Linked DNA regions of Zea mays: region 2 is linked to region 1. Evidence: chromatin contacts called from public Hi-C data. All regions are on one chromosome and are shown on one strand. The core of a region is the stretch at or near the end of the contact, and the rest is flanking DNA. Distances in the headings are between cores, read along the strand shown.

The links. A called contact is a pair of places that touch in the nucleus more often than the background predicts.
Region 2: a Hi-C map of endosperm shows a contact between it and region 1, with 1.8 times the contacts expected there. The contact joins the promoter of LOC542197 here to the enhancer-like site in region 1. A contact is called at or near these places in 2 of 25 Hi-C or Micro-C datasets (ear and endosperm).

The regions. Positions count from the first base shown.
Region 1 is chr5:198,313,365-198,316,470 of Zm-B73-REFERENCE-NAM-5.0, forward strand. No RefSeq gene overlaps it. Among protein-coding and RNA genes, the nearest start is that of LOC103627529, 34 kb to the left of the region's middle. Within about 2 kb of position 1,472, at least 19 of the 20 cell types and tissues checked have an H3K27ac peak or open chromatin away from gene starts, as enhancers often do. A contact at or near this core is called in ear and endosperm, where this site is marked.
Region 2 is chr5:198,574,508-198,577,613 of Zm-B73-REFERENCE-NAM-5.0, forward strand. It overlaps LOC542197 (INDETERMINATE-related protein 10), which reads left to right and starts at 1,429. Exons shown (of 4, transcript NM_001111811.2): 1 at 1,429-1,623; 2 at 2,102-2,449. The coding sequence starts at 2,227.

The DNA of each region.
Region 1 (3,106 bases), core at 222-2,721:
CCAAGAAAAGTGGGCTACAAGCCTACAAAGAATTATATTTTAGAACGAAAAGAGTAATAGTTATCATGAACCACTAACACATAAATATCACCTTGCGCATTATACACTTAGCACTCATTAAACTATTAACATACACATTACAACTATCGGTAACTATAGCCTTAAATGTTTTTACTCTACTTAATTTAATTGTGAAATAAAAATAGATCAAACCCAATTAAATCTGGTCAGAATCTTCTCAGGTCGCCGGACGAGTACATGGCCACACCCCTACACACCGACGCGGAAGGAGGTAGCGGTAAGCGGCCAGCTCGGCGGCTCCTCCGCTCCTTCCCCCGTGCGGCTCCGCGGATGGATGCGAGATCACACCAAGTTCCCCTAAAGTCAAGGCCCCAAGCCCCTCGAGTCATCTAAATTTTTTGCACACTCGAAAGCTGCCAGACAGGGCGCGGCCAGCGTCGGGACATGGAACGAGAGCCTTGTTGGGTGGGTGCCCGACAGGTTGACCCTGAGCCCCCCTGGCCGCAGCTGGACTTGCTGGGGATCGCCTGACCGTCGTCCGGTCCGTGGAGCAACATGGTGAGACAGACGCGAGTGTCGCTTGCTACTTGCTAGGGACACGTCTAGTTCAGGGACCTTCCGAACTGTGCAGGCAATGGGCTCCCGTCCTCCAAGACCAAGCACAACACATCTAGCAAGGACAGTGCATCAACTCGTGCTAGTGTTGTTACCTGAATTGTTCAGAAAATTGAAAGGAATGGACCGTTTGAATTTGGTTCCAGCACAGAGATTTTGACAGGCTATCAGCACGGGACCCCACTTAGGTTTTGTTCAGTTATTCCCGATACACATGGATTAGATGGGATTAGGAAAAATTAAAAAGTCTGACTTGTTTAGTATTCAAACCCATCAAATCTCACTCAATCCACATGTATTGAGAGTTAACCAAACAAGCCCTTAATTAAAGTAGTTGCTTCTTCGCTAACATCAACATGGACATTTTTTGTCACAAACGCACATCCCGGCTTGCAAGCATGTATAGTACTCCCTCCGATTTAAAATATAATTCATTTCACTTTTTTAACCATAATTTTGACCCCTCGTCTTATTCAAAAAAATCATGAAAAGATGAAAATTTAATTCATATATTAAGTATATTTGATAATAAACAAAACCACAATGAATTATTTGTTTTTTCTATAATTTTTTTGAATAAGACGAGTTGGTAAAACTTGTGATAAAAAAGGCAAGTGAATAATAAACTGGGACGGAGAGAGTATTTGCTTTAAAATACATCTGTCTAGTGTTTAGTCCATAAGCAGGTATTATTGATACAAATATTAGAAGGAAAAGGGGACCCCAAAGCAAAGAAAATGCAAAAAAAAAAAAAGAGCTAACTAAACCTGCTGGCATGCACGCGGCGATAGGCCTTTACCCAGTTCGCACGTTGGGTTGCCCGTGGCAGATTTTTATGGGCTATCCATTACTGGGCCACTAGCTAGGCTATTCGGGCAGGAGACGAGTACGAGCATGTCGTCAAGGTTCGCAAAACGTCGGGCCGGCGGCCGGCCGATAATGTTCTGCGAAAGGCCGGGATTGGCGCCGCAGAAATGGCTAGGCCAGTTTCCAGTACTATTCTGTGTTCAAAACTCCTCTATGTCCCTGAATAAATTGTTTTGCTAGAGTTTTAAAAAAATTAAACTTCGATATTTTTCTAGAAAAAACGCTAAAACATATAATATTATATTAGTATCGTTAGATATCATCGTATCACACATAATATATTTTATAATATACTTATTTTATATTATAAGCACTATTTTTTTTGTAAAGTTTGTTAAACCTAAGATAGTTGACCTATACGAATCTTAGAAATTAGTTTACCTAGAGACTGCGAGAGTGAAGAAATTTTATCGCCCTATAAAACTCTTATTATATTTTTTCTATTTTTCTTATGCCATGTCAGATTCGTTTAACGCCACGCCCTAAAACTCGTAAATCCCTACTGAAAGAAGACAGGTACAAACGTGGGATCAGGTCAAAATCAGGTCGTGGTTATTTAGCATGGTTCGTAAATCCCTAAGGCCTTGTTCGTTTATGTCGGATTGCAACCGGAATCGTTCCAGCTAATTAAAGTTTATATAAATTAGAAAAGCAATCCGATTAGGAAATCGTTCCGACCCACCAATCCGGTACAAACGAATAAGCCCTAAAACAAATACGGTTGGTTGGGTCGGGTCTGACGATCCATAATTAGGTTAATTGAAAGTGGTTTTGACGCTTACCGGCAGGCCCATCGGATAGAAAGTAACAGTGAAACGTTGCTAAAATCATAAGCATAATGCAGAAATTTATAGAAATACCCGCGGCTGAATTCTGACATGGCCTGCGCATGGATTGGCTACAAATGTAGTTAGGTCCGCGCCTCGACATCTCTCAATCTCTGCCTTTTATCATTCATTCATCCGGTGCCTAGCGAGCTAGAGAGAGTGGTTTATTGCGATCCGTCTTGCACGAACACGTGCCGGCCGCTCTTTTTCTTTCACCGCTGGTTCTGCACGGCTGCCGCACTGTTGCCGCCGCTCGAGGGGTCGAGGCCTGAGGCCGTAGGCCTCGTGGCCGTGGGCCTGTGCTGCCGCGTGCGTGCATGGCTGCGTTGGGTCATGGCGGAATAGTTGACGCACCAGCACAGTTGAATAGTTGACGGCACTAGCATATATCATTTGAGCTGGACCAGGTGTGTGTCCTCCTGGCTGGCAGCTACATGCTGCTTTGTTTTGGTCTGAAAGAACCAAAGAATCCGGCCTGCCGAAGGCTCTGGTCTGGTCAGCCGCCAACCGCTCCACCATCATGCATGGTACTACGCAGATGAATCAGGCATGGCTGCGCGGCGGAGTCTCATGTGCTTATCCTTGCTTCTGGACATGGCGCAGGACCACACCTAGTAGTGCACAGTGAAATGGCCCCGGAGTTGGCCACACATGACTGAGCAAAAAGAGCTACTACTTAATTACCTGGATGTTCAGTGAACAATAATGTTTTCACACTGACGAATGCTTTTGTTTTCCCCCCTTGCAGCAGCAAGGACACACAGGCACACAGCACA
Region 2 (3,106 bases), core at 179-2,678, 260 kb after region 1:
TTCGAGTGAATTCACCCTGGTGCACCGGACACTGTCCAGTGGTGCACCGGACAGTCCAGTACGCCAGACCAGGGCAGCCTTCGGTTGGTTTTGCTCCTTTATATTTGAACCCTTTCTTGGACTTTTTATTAGTTTGTTGTGAACCTTTGGCACCTTTAGAACTTATAATCTAGAGCAAACTAGTTAGTCCAATTACTTGTGTTGGGCAATTCAACCACCAAAATCATTTAGGAAAAGGTTTGACCCTATTTCCCTTTCAATCTCTCCCTTTTTGGTGATTGATGCCAACACAAACCAAAGCAAATAAAAGAGCTTCGCATAAATTTGAGTACTGAGTGATGGTATGTTCACTAACAACATCATTGTGTGCATAAATTTGATCTTGACATATATATGATTCACATTCGGTTGTCTTCTTAAAACCGAATGTGACACTATTTAAAATTAAAAACAATTGAATGAAAAAATCATAAAAGAAAAAAATCTTAACACTAGTCAAAACTAAAGGTCTTCTTTAATACTAACTAACTTATTCGGGACTAAAGAACGCGGTATTTACTCCCAAATATATAGTCTTGGTGGAAAATCGGGACTAAATGATTTTTTTCAATCGAGACTAAGCTATAATCGGGTTTGCGCTAGCGCATTCAGCATACTCAATGTTTTGTGGGAACTTAAGTGTTATTTCTAAAGGTTATTCTCCAACTTAACACTTTACAAGTTATTTATCTTAGGCTTGTGTAATTGTTTTTGTAATGCGATATAGGAAGAGAATTCTATGTCAAAATATTTACGCAGTCACTTTGTGTGTATTATAGAGAAAAAAGTTCCTCCCACGGAAGATTTTTTTAATAATGTGGCTCTGCAGTTTTGTAACTTAAACTTTCAAAAAAAATCAAATAATAATTCATTGCACCAATTTACACGATGTAATAACCTAAAGCAGGACTTTTTTTAAAAAAAAAGAGCTTCGCACACGTACCTCCATCTCCCTCTCAAAACTGATAATCCAGCCGCTCGTGTGCGTACTGTGTCATGTGTACATGCGCGGAGCAGCGCACACGAGCGAGCGGACGTGTGTGAGGTGTGGTGAGCGTAGGGTAACAAGCTCAAGCTCCCACGGTCGGTGGACCCAAGTCATCAGCCGCTTCACGACACCGCTTGCCTCTCTGCGTGAGCTTTGCCCTCATCTCAAATCATGGCATCATCTGTACCCTGTCTCTATTCTCACGTCCCTGTCTTGCTGTGAGTCATATGTATATATTAAACTTTACTGTTTTTTTAATAATTTCACTCTACACTTAGCTAGCCCTTGGGAAAGTTGAGATAAAGACCACACATCGATTTCTCTTCAAAAAAAATACAGAAAATAAAATGGTTGTTATATTACTAGCACAGCAGCACATAGTAGTGTGGAAAGAAGGACGACGGAAAGTAGAGAGGAGAGAGAGAAAAGTATGACAAGAATGAGAAAGAAATCAGACAACAACCTTCTTAGCCTCCTCCATATCCTCCTCTCCACTTCTTCTCCTTCGCCATGAGTTCTATGCTAGGCCAGCAAGAACCATAGCGAGAGCAAGCAACAGCTAGTGGCAGCACTCGAGAACGAGCTAGGGGAGGAAGGTATCGACAAGAGAAGCAAAGTCATCTCCCTTTTCTCGATCACTTTGGTTCTTTTCTATACGTGTGGATTTTGGTGTTTGCGAGCTTTTGCTCGCGGTCGCCTTTTCTCGCTTGTTTTGAGTGCAACTGCGTGCCTTGGATTTCCTGCGCTCCTTGTTGTTTTGTTGTTCTTGGACGAGCCCTAATCCCTTGTTGTTTTTCCCCCCACAGCTTCGTGCGGGTTCCTTTGTTGTTTCAGATCAATTTGCAGCCAGCCACACACTCACGCGCTTCTTCTCCCTTCAATTCGATCTCCTTTTGCGCCTTCCTTTTGGTTCTTTCGGAAAAAAAAAGAGCTAGCTTTTCTGACATCTTCTTGCGCTTGCTTGCTCGCTCGCATGACGTCCAGCAGTAGTGACAGTCTCTTGGTTCTTGCTTGGATAGTTTGGGTTTGTTCTTGCCTTGCCTGAATTGGAGACCGCTGCTTGTTTTGGTGAAGGGAGGGTAGAGAGAAGATCGACAGCCCTGCTAGTGTCCAACAACCCAGAGGCAAGGGCGGCTACCGAAAGGGAAAAGATTCCCTTGTTCTTGACCGGCTTCTCAGGGACAAATCTGGAGGCGGCGATGGCATCCAATTCATCAGCGGCCGCTGTGGCAGCCATGTTTGGAATTAGGGATGCCGACCACCAAGACCAGATGAAGCCGCTGCTTGCGCAGCAGCACCAGCACCAGCACCAGCACCAGATGCCACCTGCGCCGCTGCTCAACGCCGCTTCGTCGTCGGCGGGGCCCGGCCAGGCGGCAGGGGCAACCCCGCCGGCAGTGAAGAAGAAGAGAAACCTACCAGGTAATTAACCCGAGCGGGCATGCAAATAAATACCCTTTCCAGTAGTTCCAACCATGCATCTTCTCCGAATGGATCTTAATTATGGGGCCGGGATTTGGCGCGATTTTCTTCATATATACAGGAGAGAGAGAGAGAGAGCTTCTTCGTATTTCTATGGAAATCTTATCTAAAGTTTCTTGGTTCTCTGGAACTTGTGGTTCGTCGTCAATAATGCAAAGCTGTGTTATCCTCCGTTGAAGGTTGTTCTTTGTTCCCCGCTGGGTTCGAACTACATGAAATGGAGCTATATTCTTCGGCAGATCTTCATCTTCGTGTGCTCCCGTCATCTCGTGCCTTCCGCTAATTTTGTCCGCATCCCAGTCGTCACATGCATGTTTACTGGCTAGCTAGTACTTCATTTAAAGCGCGTAGCCTCACCTGAATGAATTCCCATCAATTCAGGTGAAAAGTAGTGAGCTTGCGCTCAACCAAAATTCGCTCATATTTCACCTGCTACATCTATATATATTCCCCAGTTGAACTCATCTGTGATCATAATAATCATTCTGAATCGTGAGGATATATATATTTGCCAGTTAAACGTAGATTTTATTGATTTTTGCAAGATTCCATGCATGCTCAGCTCATACATATGAGCTAGCTGTGTTTCAGTTCTTC